2 separate regions of the Siniperca chuatsi genome follow, and region 2 is linked to region 1. The links are chromatin contacts, called in public Hi-C maps. All regions are on one chromosome and are shown on one strand. The core of a region is the stretch at or near the end of the contact, and the rest is flanking DNA. Distances in the headings are between cores, read along the strand shown.

Region 1 (6,090 bases), core at 1,940-4,439:
TCTGCATAAGCAGCTTGTGACAGGGGATCACAAGTATGCATTGCCTTGTTTTATGGGGTCACAGGCCATAAAGGCTCACAATACCAACTGTCAGCAGTGTCAGTGTAAAAGTATTGGCATTGCTGCTGTCTTTCAAAAACCTTTACTTTTACTTCCTTGTAGTCTTAAGGTTTTCTACTTCATTAGAAATATCTGTATTTAGATGCAAGAAAGATGGAAAAATGGACAATGTGTCTCAAGGCAACATGCATTTCAGGTTGTAAATCAGTTGCAGGCACATGGTATATGAATCTGCCTGCTGAGCCGACAGGACGCCACAGTACCAAGTGTCACAGTCAGAGTGTGCACTATACTGACCAATTCTCTTTAACACTGAAAACTGTGGGGTTTGTTTTTATCAGTTCACAGTACAGTAAAAATATGGACACCATGTATCTGCAGAAAAAAAAAGCTGAGATAGCTTGCAGGAAAATTGCTACTTGCTGTGTTTATCTCTGTGTTATCCAGCTGTTGTGATGATAATACATGATGCTAATGGCCTTGTCCAAAACCAAGCCATTTATAAAGCAAACAAGTTGGCTCTTTTCTGTATCTCCATGACTCATGTGCAGCCTGAGTGGTTTGGCTGTGAGTGGTGCTATTTTGACAGAGCAGAAGTGCAAAACAGAGGTGGCCATGGAAACTGACAGCATCCAATGGGAGAATAGGATATGGGTGTGGCTGGCTGATTGACAAGAGTTTCTGACCCACTCACTTCCTTCTGCCCGGTCAATTAATAACTTTTTCTGCACTCATTCTTCCGCAAGGAGGGAGAAAGAGAAAGAATTCACTGGAAGTTTCTAGATAAAGATAAAAGTGTCACATGATGTAGGGCTTCAAAAAGACACAGATGAAGGAAGCTGTGTATGTGGCGCATGTAAAAAAAAAAAGCTTAAAAAAACATTTCCCCTGCAGTATCTGTGCAATATGAACTGAGCTCAATGAAGTTAAGCAATTATTTTTACACTAGCCTGAGTGTAAATGATTCTCCCCTTGTTAGTGTATTAGATTTCTGGTTGTACCCAAAGACTGCAGATTGCTTTAAGTTCACTTTTGCAAGTGTTTGAAACACTTAAACTGCATTTTCCCAACATTATCTCTCTGTGAGGCTTTCATCATGTCTCTTCTGCATCATTTCATTGAGAGTCACATTTGTGTGAGCAGCGAAAGTCACTGATTAATGCTCTCCATTCACTCCTTAACTGCGGTTTATTTGCCATTGAACAAGGGGCCTAACTTGGAGTTGCTCTTGTTCACCTGCTGAATAGAAGTAGCTCCCAGGTGTGAACTTGTGCCACTACATAAGTGTGAACCAGGGTGCACAGTGCTGAAAAAGAGCCAAAGTACTCAGAAGTGGGGGAAAACCCTTCCTGGATAAATGTCACTAAATAAATGTACAGTTAGTACACACTGCTTAGAGGAGAAGAGGGAGAAAGAATAGCAAGATGTGGTTACCTTATTAATGGTTACCATGGAGAAAACACAGATGCATACAGTACATGGTACCCTGGTATTTTGATCCTGTAAAAGTGAAGACGCAGGTTTTATCCCACAACAGACAAATGTTCATCAACAGGTATGTGTCCTACCGAGATGCCCTTTGAGCAAGTCACTGCACTTCTACAAGTTCAAGCTACTCATCACTGATGGTTGTTGTCATGATAATGTATTAGATCTAGCACAGTCAGGTTCTGCAACAGCACTTACTGAGAGGCTGTTTGAACCCCTAACTCCTAACTCCCCAATTTGCTGTTATTATTCTTGTCCAAAAATACTGTAATTGTATGTATTCAATACTTAACATCATTGTTTATTTGTGGTGCTGATACTTTCCCCATGGGAATGTTTCTTTTATTTTTTATCATTCTTTAATGCATAAAGGTTTTATTGTTTTATATTTGTACCAGTTGTTTCAGGTCTCAGTGTAGTTGCTCTATGTGATGTACTGAGGTTTCTGTTTAGTTTTATGTCAGCTCACCAAAGCAAAGTCCTATGACCTATGTTGATATGGCAATAAATGATTGAATTTTGAATAAGTTTAACAACTAACAGTGTGAACAACACCAAATATATTTTCAGAAAAGACACTTTTCTCCCAAATGAGGCCCTGTCTCCATTTACAAAAATCGCACAATTATTCAACAGTTTGGTGACACTTGGTATAGTGTCCACAAGGATTTTACACTCTGAAGATGTATTCCAGCCTAAAACGGTGAGCAACTCACAGAAATAAACTGTGAACAAACTGCTCAACATCCCTACTGCTTAATCACTGGAAGACATTCTGGAGTGTAAGGTATGCTTAAAATGTAAACGTACACATATATGGAAATACAGTTTCTCTCTCCAACACAATGCTAAGGAGCCTCAGAGAGTCTCACACATTGTTCTTTAAGGAAAATAACAAACTGGTTTAGTTTCTATCCTGTGTAAGTGTAAACTTAGTTACAGCAGGATATCTCCCATCATCCAAAGATATTTAAGCCACGTATACTGGAGATCCGAAATTGTTCATTAGCATAGTGAAAGAAGATTTCCAACTCAATGTTTTACCCTGTGATGACCTAGTGCCCTTTTCAGGGTGTTTGCCTGCCGTTTAGTGTATGATGAGTGACCCTAATGAATGCTGACAAAAAAATCCAGCATAAACAATACTGACTTGGGTGAGATTGGTGATTGTGTCCATTTGCCCAGCTGACTGAAGTGTATCCCACTTTAATCACATGAATCTTAAATCAAGAATTGGATAAAACTGCTTTGTGACATGAAGATATTGTAAATGACCAGTGATTTAGTGCTTAACAAACGAGGTGGTAGCTTATGTGACTTCAGTGATCATCATAAGGTAAACACGAATGTGAATTGTGTATTCAAAACTATTTTACATACCTTTTAATGAAATATCTTGCAGCATTTGCTTTTTTGCAGTTTCAGTCTAAAACAATGATTAAATTCTACTTAGCAAATGTGTGTAAATGTGCATTTTGACTGGTTTAACCCCCCCCCCCCAAAAAAAATCTTTGGCCATAAAACAAGAATGGCAAGTTGACACAAATCTTTGATGTAGTGGAGAAAAATAGGCTGTCTTGCGTATTGCCACGATGTATTCATCCGCTGCGCAGTATATCATGCAATGAGGCAGCAGGGCAAAGAACGACCCAGGCGGAGTGATTTAGTGAGGACTACACCCAAGCGCCTGTCCGATTGCAGCGGCTTCTCTTCGTTGCCTAGACCAGAAGAAAGCCGGGACGTGACGGATCCGGGGGGGTTCTGCTTGCTGGAGGCCCGTTAAACCACTGATAAATACAGCTTCTTCGTCGCTCAAGAGGCGTTTGTGACCTAACTTGACCCTACGTATTTTTCATCTTAGAACTAATTTCACAAACATGTCCTGGCAAAGCTACGTGGACAACCTGATGGCTGATGGCAGCTGCCAGGACGCGGCCATTGTTGGGTACACGGACGCCAAATACGTCTGGGCATCGTTTGTCGGCGGTACCTTTGCCAACATAACGGTTAGTATACTCTCTGTGTCAATATCTAGGCTTACACGGGAGAAAAAAAAGTACACTTTGCATGCCGGTGCGTTTGTCTGCATAGCAAGGCCTTGCTGAATGAGGATAAGGCGAGCAGTCTGTGCTACACATGGTGTCCGGTGGTCACACACACAAATGCATTAGCTCCGTTGCTTTTCAACCTATTATCAGTCTTCGTCGTTTTTATTTCTTTCAAGTAAATGTACCATACGCGATGACCTTAACGTTCACATTATTTTTCTTTTGGAAATAGCCACAGATGACTCAAGCCAGTGACTGATGGTACCGCGGACTTAAGCTAAAAGGGCTAGCTTAGCAAGCTAGCTACCGTCAACTAGCCGTGTTTGCTTGTGATACCGGTCAGATAAGATGAGCACGTCGGACAAAGCATAATCAATTTGGAGATTGTATTCTAAACCAGCACCCAACTTAAAAAAACAACTTTTCTCCTGGATTTGGTCGGTTGTGGTTAAAACCCGCTTATTCATATTTTTTATTTATTTATTTTTTTTGGCGGACAACACCTTCTACCAGCAGCGTAATGTTAACATTGATTAGCAAACTACAGCTCGCGGTTAGCTAAAATCAGGCCGTTCATCCCCATTGGAAAACCATCATTAGCTGACGCTAATGGCGCAACGTTAACGGTGCTCTCACGCGTTCTTGACGCGCTGGCGTGCCGTTGGTCTTTCTCGTTTTTTCCTATTGGGCTTCTGTGAATCACCCTGCCGCTACCGCCCCTTATTTTCCAAGATGGCGGCCACACTCCCAGTTTCTTATTCATTTTGTTCATGGGAGATAATCGAGACGTTTGGTCTCTGTTAGCATTTGCAGCAGCGGTCCAGATTGGTTCCCTGTCGAAAGCTCACGTTTTTAAGTTACCCCACGTAGACATCAATAGATTACAGCGTTTATGTAACTCTAACTTGGTCAAACAATCGTCTTCGGCGCTTCATCGAGCCTCCATTTTGTGTGTTAAATAAATGATTAGTCAATAATTTAAATATTTGCGTGTAGGTGAATGCATCATGAGTCAAAATGTGACCGTAACAAACGTGTCGTTATTTCGACGAGCCTGTTAGCTATGAAATGATAACCCATGCTACAGACGAGTGAACTATGAACGAGTGTGCAGCTGTTACTTGGGAGTGTCCACTCGGGCCACTGGAGCAGGGTAACGTTATCCTTTTTTGAAGACGCAAATTTGTATAATGTCAACGTAAATTGACACTATCGTGTTTTCTTGTCCGTGTGGAAAAGCTCATGTGAAGCTAGAGCTAATTTCCCTCTGACCAGCGTTAGCAAGCCTGCTTTTTCTTTTTTTTTTTCCCCTACTTTTCTCCCCCCCCCAAAGACCCGGTGATCAAATTTGCTGAACAAGTTGTAGAAGTGCAGAAAGCTAACCCAGAATATGTTAAACAGCGGTGTCAGTTCAGTGCTGAAATAAAGCATTGGTTTCCCAATGGGTAAATACGGTGAATTTTTAATTGTCTAACGGGGCCTCAACATGTAGCTGCTACCCGCCATGCTAACGCTGTCTGATCAGTAGAAATCATTCAGTTTCCCTTTTTTCCCCTGAAGGGTTTTATGTGTGCCATGACTGTGCAGTTCTGGAGTTGAGGGGCGACGCCTTTTGTTCTGCAGACTGGTTCAAAGGATAAATCCGGTTTAAACATGTGTTAATAACGACAGTGCGGTGAAATACCATTTTTGGACATGTAAGCAAAAGTGGTCGCAGAAAGTGTAAAATTAGCAGGTGTCGGACCATGTAGCAGATTTCTCAGCATAATGTTTTTGTCAGCTGTAGTGGGCCTCTGAGAAATCTGGTTTTGCCAGTGATAGTTTATCGGAGTCAGCTGTGTCTTTAAACAGACATGCACTTTTGGACATCCTTTCTCAATACTTGAATACCATCTACTGTCCTGACCAACTTAGCACAAAATAAAAAAAAAAGCACATTTCTTATCGTACAAATACTTGGTAAGACCCTCAGTCTTAAACTTTTTTTGTAAACTATCTTGACTTATTCTACTAAATCATCTTAAACAAAATATTTCCTATCAATTTAGGTTAAATGACAGATGGCAACATTAAATAGTGACGCATGTGAGAAGTTTGGATTTATTTTGGTAAATGGAAAAGGGCAATATGTCAAACTAAGATAAAATCCTCAGGTATTAACCAGCATTATAAGATTGAATAATAACCTGAGCTCTTAATCATTAACAGTGCAGCCCTGTCTTAATTGAATTCATTATACCTGTACTTAGCATCTTGGCCAGTTACAGAAGCAGTCCCGTGTTGAGTTTTACACTCAAATATCCTGTTCAACTAAAATGTAGTTATCCCTTTTCTTTTATTTGATGTAATTATGGAAACGAGGACCCTCCCCCATAGATTTAAAACTGATATCCGGTTATAGCATTTTCTTTTCTGAAAAAGGGAAGCATAATATATATTTATATACTTGCACTCCACAGCCACACTGGAGGGCTGCAGGTGTACTATGCTGTGT
Region 2 (7,003 bases), core at 3,964-6,463, 42 kb after region 1:
AGTGTTCTATCGTAGAAAAGGTTTCAGTCGTAGTCATCTGGACACTGTTTTCAGAATCAAGACGTTTCGGCTCCCATCCAATCACAATTGTGAATGACTTCCGGATGGGAGCCGAAACGTCTTGATTCTGAAAACAGTGTCCAGATGACTACGACTGAAACCTTTTCTATGATGATGATATGTTATGATATAAGTGGCTAAAAATGTACCATTACCTCATATTTGTCAGCTGGAGGCACAGTGGCCACCGTTGAGCAAAATGTTCATAGGTTCACTTTAAATTAATGCAATAGATCCCAATAACCCCAGGTTAGATTTATTTAAAACATTTTCCTACCAGCACCCCAATATCTTTTCTTTAAAATCTGTCTTCCAAGTTAATGTAAACAGCCACATAATCACTCCAAAGAAACAAAATATTCATGGACTGAGTTTTAAAGTTGTTTTAACTTAACCCAGTAGACATCCACAGTTTAAATCAATGGAACTAGTGTAAAGACAAGAAGAAATTAATCAAAGAAAACTGATAAAGATGACAGATAGAGGGCAGCAGAGTGAGACTGAATGAGTGAAAGACAGCAAATAAGAGAAAGAGAAGAGGGGATAAACGTGGTTCCACAGAGCTCGACATATCTCATGTTGCATAACTAGGACATTATAACTTAATGTACATAGTCCTGCTGTCTGTGTGTGTGCTATTGGAGGGCAGCAGGGCAACAGAGAGACAATCTGCAAAGAATCTTGCAAAGAACGAAGGGAGGCACGGTGGGAGTGATCATGGGAGGGAGAGGGGAGGAAAGGGGTATTGAGTTTCCTGTTCCCCCCCCATAGAAAGGTCACCAATGGGCCCACCACCCCCAACTCCTCAAAGAATCCCAGTGTACAGGAAGTGCAAACCCTGTCTCTCTAGAGATTTATTTTCTAAAACGAACAGCCATGAAGGAATGCTTTCCTCTCTCTCTGTCACACACACACACACACACGCACACACGCACACACGCACACACGCACACACACAAAGAGCGAGTGTGCCTATTAACACCCCTTAACTTGATCCTCTTCACCCCTCCCCATCTCAAACACTCTCTCTCGACATTCAACCTCCTCTCTGTCATGTTTTATCGCAACACACACACACACACACACACACACACACACACACACACACACACACACACACTCATCATACTCCACGGGTGGAGGAGATAACACTTGAAGGAGGGTTAAGTGGGTGAGTGTCCATTTTTTTGCCCATTACGGCCACAGATCCATTAAAACTCTGGCTGTTGCTCACTGGATGCTAATGGCTAAATGCTATAGAAGAGGCTGTGGAGGGGCAGAAAGAGATGGAAGGCAACGGAACGAAACAGCAGGCATGTTGAGGGTGACACCCCTGCACCACACACACACACACAGACACAGAGAGACACAGGCGAGTGCCTCGTCTCAGTCAAGATGGAATCTATTATTCCTTTGTTTCCCTGCAGCTTCTGGAGGGAACTGAGCAAGAGAGAGGGAGGGAGAGGGGGGTTTCAAGGTAGACAGCTGAATGCTCGCGACAAACTGAGAGAGAGAGAGAGTGTGTGTGTGTGTATGTGTGTGACAGAGGGAGAGAGAAAGACAACAGTACGAGAAAAGACGAAAAAGCAGCTAGGAGAGTGATGGAGAGACAAAGACTGCCAAAGGCAAAGAGAGAGGCAGAGGAAGGGGGTAGCTCTGTGTGTGTGTGTGTCCATGTGATGATGTGTGTAGATATGAGCAATTATTAAGCCAGAGACTAAAGTCAGACTGCACAGACAGACGGTGACTGTGTGTGTGTGTGTGTGTGAGAGAGGGCAAATATAAGGGAGACCAAAGGGAGGAAATCAAGGACTGTGAGTGAGGAAAGAGAGATTGGAAAGGAGATAAATAAAGGAGAGATATAGAAAGACACCCTCCCTAACACACAAACTTCAGACAGCGTCTAGTTTCCATCCTACTGTCAAACCCCAGTTTATTGTAATAATTTTCTAAGTGGGCCTATTTAAACTAGTTTTCATCTTTATGAGTGCTGACAAGAAGTTTAAATATAGGCAGTAAACACATGGATGTATTAAGAGAGCTACATTTGGCACACTGAGTCAGCCCTGCTGCCAATTTGTCCTGGTGGCCAACTGCAGTACTCCAACAAAAAAATTAATTATGGGCCAAAATGTTTACCCATAAATGGCCATTGTAAAGACACATCATTTTGCCTTTATTTTCATTGTGTCAGTGGAGATACTGACAGGAAATGCGGGGGCATGCAACAAAGGTCCCGACCACATCAAACCAGGGACGTTGCGGTTACATGGTGTGCATCTTAACCACTAGGCCTCTGGACACACCCTATTATGATTGTTTAAGCCATGAAGATTAGATATTTGTTAAACTTTCCCACAGCCTGGAAAGCTACTTTTCCTGCGTGAAATAATCTCAATGTAAAGTCTATGGGACGAGTGGCCAGTGAAAGAAACACATGTATGTGTGGTGGGTCGCACAACGTGGTAGCAATCAAGAAAAAGAGAAACATTTTTTGGCGTATGATCTGGAAGAAATGAGCGCCCTCTAGAAAAATCGTATTCAGTTCTCATAACACATCAACTGGTAAGCACAATAAAACAATTACCAAATATTTTTACACTACAGTCAATCAGTTTGTAATTTTAAAGCAAGCTGTTCAAAATTGTTGCCTCACAAGTGACCTTGTGATCTCCTTTCTCACAAGAGCAGATGGTGTGAGGAGTGATTAAAAAAAAAGATCAGACCATGTTTACTTGTCACAGTAAAGCCGACAAACAAACACAGAGAAGAGGTGAAAGTAGCATCATCCTTTTTGCAACAGGAATCAAAAAAGGCTTTACAAGGGACAGTTCACCCCAAAACCAAAAATACATATTTTTCCTCTTACCTGTAGTGCTGTTTATCCATCTAGATTGTTTTGGTGTGAGTTGCCAAGCTTTCGAGAGATATCAACCGTAGAGATGTCTGCATTTTGTGAATTTAATTGGACTATATGGCAATCGGCTTGTGGTGCTCAAAGCGCCAAAAAAATAAATTTGAAAAATTCAACAGCAATAATGTCTCTTTCCAGAAATCATGACCCAGTTACTCAAGATAATCCACAGATTTGTTATGAGCAGTTTCATGTAGGAACTGTTTTGTTTGTACCGACAGTAGAATCTAGATGAATAAATAGCACTACAGGTAAGAGGAAAAATATGTATTTCTGATTTTGGGCTGAACTGTCCCTTTAAAAGGAAATATCCTCTTACTTTCTGCTTTAATTAAAAAGGAGCTGTGAAACTTGTACTGTGGGTCACTGGACAAATCTAAAATAATGACAAATGTCCAAAGTAATCTCTCAATCTGACCAGCAGTCGAAAAAGCATATATTCAATGTGTGATTATATGAAAAATACAAACATAGTGAACTTTTTTTTACCCCTAAAGCCGACTAAAACAACTAATCAATTTGGCCTGAAAGTCAAAGCTTACTTTAAAAGACAAATAGGTGCTGGTGAGAAATGTATTATAGCTTTAATGTGCTGTTTACGAGACAGCTGGAAGAAAAGGTGGTAGAAGGTTACACTCAAAATGCCACCAGACCTAAGCAACAAGAAAATCTGAGTAAACTTCAACAAGTCAAAGCTGCTCCTTTGAGGGTTGCAGGAGGTTAAATGGCAAATCTGGCATAGTTCAGAGAGACTGGTTTGTTTGTTTGTGTGTGTGTGTGTGTGTGTGTGCATGTGTGTGTGTCTGACACACAGCTATGTGGAGTGGAGTCTGGTTCCACTCCAGCAAAGAGAACACCTCACTGCCCTGTCTGTCAACATGTTTCTATGAGTGTGTGTGTGTGTGTGTGTGTGTGTGTGTGATGCATTAAGACCTTATAAGGCTGTATGGCTGCCAATAGAGTGAAAAAAAGAGCGAGAGGGAAGGACAGAATAAAAACGATTGAAAAAGAGGGATAGACAGGAAATGCGAGAGTGAATGAACGGGGGACCAAACAAGAAGGTACAGAGGGAAAAGGTAAGACTGAAAAGTATGAGAGGAAGAGAGACAGAGAGATGGAAAGAGGCAGACAGAAAGATGCCAAGAGGCTGCATGCTTTCCTCTCTTTCACCCCATTACTCATCCCTGCTCTCTCTCTCCTAATCCTGGCTGCCTTTTCTCCCCTCATCTCCTCCCCCGTCCGTTCTATTCTTTCTTCTGTTTTACTCTGAATCCTTGAAAAACAGGAGGTTTAAGATACATTTAGTAATCGAGCTACGCATGGTGTTTCCTGTAAGCAAAAAACTGGAAAAAAACACTGAAACATTTTACTTCAGGCACAAATCATCCTTGGGAATCTGCAGAGGGTGCTGCATTAATAATTCAAACAAGTTTGAAAAATATCTAATCACAGGGGATAAGTAATGTGTTCATTACTGAAGTATCTGGCAACAATTCAGGATGTCTGCTGGTCCTGAAAAAAAAGTCTCTATAGTAAATGTCTTGAAATTCTGAAACAAGAAATGTATCTTCAAGTTCTCCAAAGTCCCTAATAATAAACACTTGTGTTTGTGCCTTATATTTTGTTGTCATCTTCAAGATTTCATTCTTACTGGCATTCACTGCAGGAAACTTGCAGAGGTATTAAAAACTGGTGCAGCAATTTCCATTTCTATGCAAATTAACAATTGACGTGTTTCCTTCAAAACGGCCAATGACCCAGCTTAACTCAAAATCCTGGGTTAATTTATAGCAACTGTGTTTGACTTTTTAACTAAGATTAGATGCTTTGTTAGACTGCTTTTCTATTGGCAGGTCAGTTATAGAGACACCATTATTTTTTACTCTTTTCCATTTCTCCTGTTGAACTAGGTGACACTCCCAACACACACCACCCTCTCTGCGCTGCACATGGCCTGATGCCTCACTTGACGAATGGAGATCAGCTCTCTCCATCTTTCAGCTGCTTCACTGACTTATGAGGCAAACACAACTTTTCAACTCCGCAAATCCAGCATTACACACAAAACTGCAGCAGGGGGAGAAGAAGAAAAAAAAGGGATAGATGCTTGTGCAGGAAATTGTGTTTAGGGAAATGGCCGCTTCCTGTTTTCCTGTCCCAACCAGCTGATCTAAGAGCGTCAGTGAAACTAACTCTGAAACACCACCTACCGATATAAACTCAGCGTGAGGCAACATACATCAGTGTACAGTACCTCGCACACACTGTTATAGTTTTGGCAGCTTGCCCTTATAAATTAAGAGCTGCTGAAATAAATGATGTTTTCAATTACTTCTAGGTATTGCTAAGCACTAAAACGGCATTCACAGTTTCCCAAAAAAATAGAGTTTCACTAAAGAAGCAGTGGAAGCCTGTTAGTGAAATACAAGTGAAATTAATAGGGTCATAATTCACTGTACCAACGATGCAGCACATAGTTTTGGTCAGACTGTCAGTTTCCCTGTTTAGCTATCAGAATAAAATGGTTATGTTATGCTTAGATATAAAGTTAAAATAATTATGTTTAGTTTAAAACTAGAGATGGTTGGGGTTGATTAATAGGTGGGGTGTGGTTTAGTCATGTAGGATTTCCATCTCTGACAATAACTACACACACACACACCAACCAATGTAAACACTACCTTGATGTCAAAGTTGCAGTCGAAGCGCTTGATGAGGACGATGAAGGCGCCCGTCAAGTTGTCCCTCGGAGGGGGCTCGATGGGCTGGCACGCATTTTCTGGTCGCGCCCCAATCAGGAAGCCCTGAGGGGATGACATCATCATGGTGAGAGAAATACATGAGTGACTTACATCGAAGTTGAACCAAATGTCATTTCTTGGAAGTCAAACAGAAAATGAGGAGTCAAATGAGGAATCTTTTTCCAAAATAAGATATCTATTATTTATAGAAAGCACTATCTAGCACTAAAAAGAAATCATACAACACAATTGAACTTTATTATGCAACTTGTATAAAGAGCAGACTTTGGTTGACAAACTGAAAACCCTTTTACAAAAATGATCCTCTGTATTCAAACTGTTGTGTTTTTCAGACCAAAAACAGATAAAAAGAAAACGTAATAATGAGTAACTACTATATTGCTGACAAAGTAATGACCTTGTTTCACATTTATTCAGTTTCATTCATCCATGCATCAGAGCTTGTGTCCTCAAATATCAATAAATAAAAAGCTACACTGGAGCAGTTAGGGGTTAACTGTTTTGCTGAAGGGCACTTTAACAGGAATTAATGTGTGCTGATTCAAAGTGACATTAAGGGTCATTAGCTTACTTTATCACACCTCTGAGGTACCACTGGTCATATCAGGATAACATATAACAGGATTTGCTAGTTTTGTCAGTGTTCATTTTGATTTATGTTGATAGTTGATGGACTGTAGGCAAGTCACTAGCTGAAAATCATTTTTTAAAATCACAATACATCACAACAGCTTCATAGCTACATGACAAGTCATCCGCGCTGAAGATCAAGATTCTTTCTGCGTTTCTAAAAACCTTTTCAGAGTAGATCGCAGTCCTTTCCAAGATATGATCACACTGTTTTGTCAGATTTTTATGACCTGCTTAGTGAGCCTGCATACTGTTATAGTGGCTAGACACAGTTACATCCCAGTTTCAGCTCCCTGACCCAAAGTCTGAGCAGCGCCTTCTTTGTTCAACCCCCCTGCTGCTCTCAGATTAACAACATCCATCACAACCACAGATGAAAAACTAACAAGAAAAAAACACAACAAAAAAAACAAGATGCCGAGTGGCAGTTGTGCTGCAGCCCCAGATGTAATACTGGCAAATCAAACATAAATTTAACATGGTAATGCATGCATAATGAATACAGAACTTTCCACTGGAATGAAGAATATTACTGATGCATAAAAATGAAGTGTGTGTGTGTGTGTGTGTGTGTGTGTGTGTGAGAGAGAGAGAGAGAGAGAGAGAGTCCCTGTGCATGCTGGTGTTTTCAGTTGGT

What was found. A called contact is a pair of places that touch in the nucleus more often than the background predicts.
Region 2: a Hi-C map of liver shows a contact between it and region 1, with 3 times the contacts expected there. The contact joins the enhancer-like site here to the promoter of LOC122878355 in region 1. A contact is called at or near these places in 3 of 3 Hi-C or Micro-C datasets (liver, skeletal muscle and an unstated tissue).

The regions. Positions count from the first base shown.
Region 1 is chrLG6:13,825,780-13,831,869 of ASM2008510v1, forward strand. LOC122878355 (profilin-2-like) reads left to right here and starts at 3,190. Exons shown (of 3, transcript XM_044201075.1): 1 at 3,190-3,554. The coding sequence starts at 3,426.
Region 2 is chrLG6:13,866,163-13,873,165 of ASM2008510v1, forward strand. It overlaps rnf13 (E3 ubiquitin-protein ligase RNF13), which reads right to left. Exons shown (of 10, transcript XM_044201072.1): 4 at 5,656-5,778. Among protein-coding and RNA genes, the nearest start is that of rnf13, 20 kb to the right of the region's middle. Within about 2 kb of position 5,214, the one cell type or tissue checked has an H3K27ac peak away from gene starts, as active enhancers do. A contact at or near this core is called in liver, where this site is marked.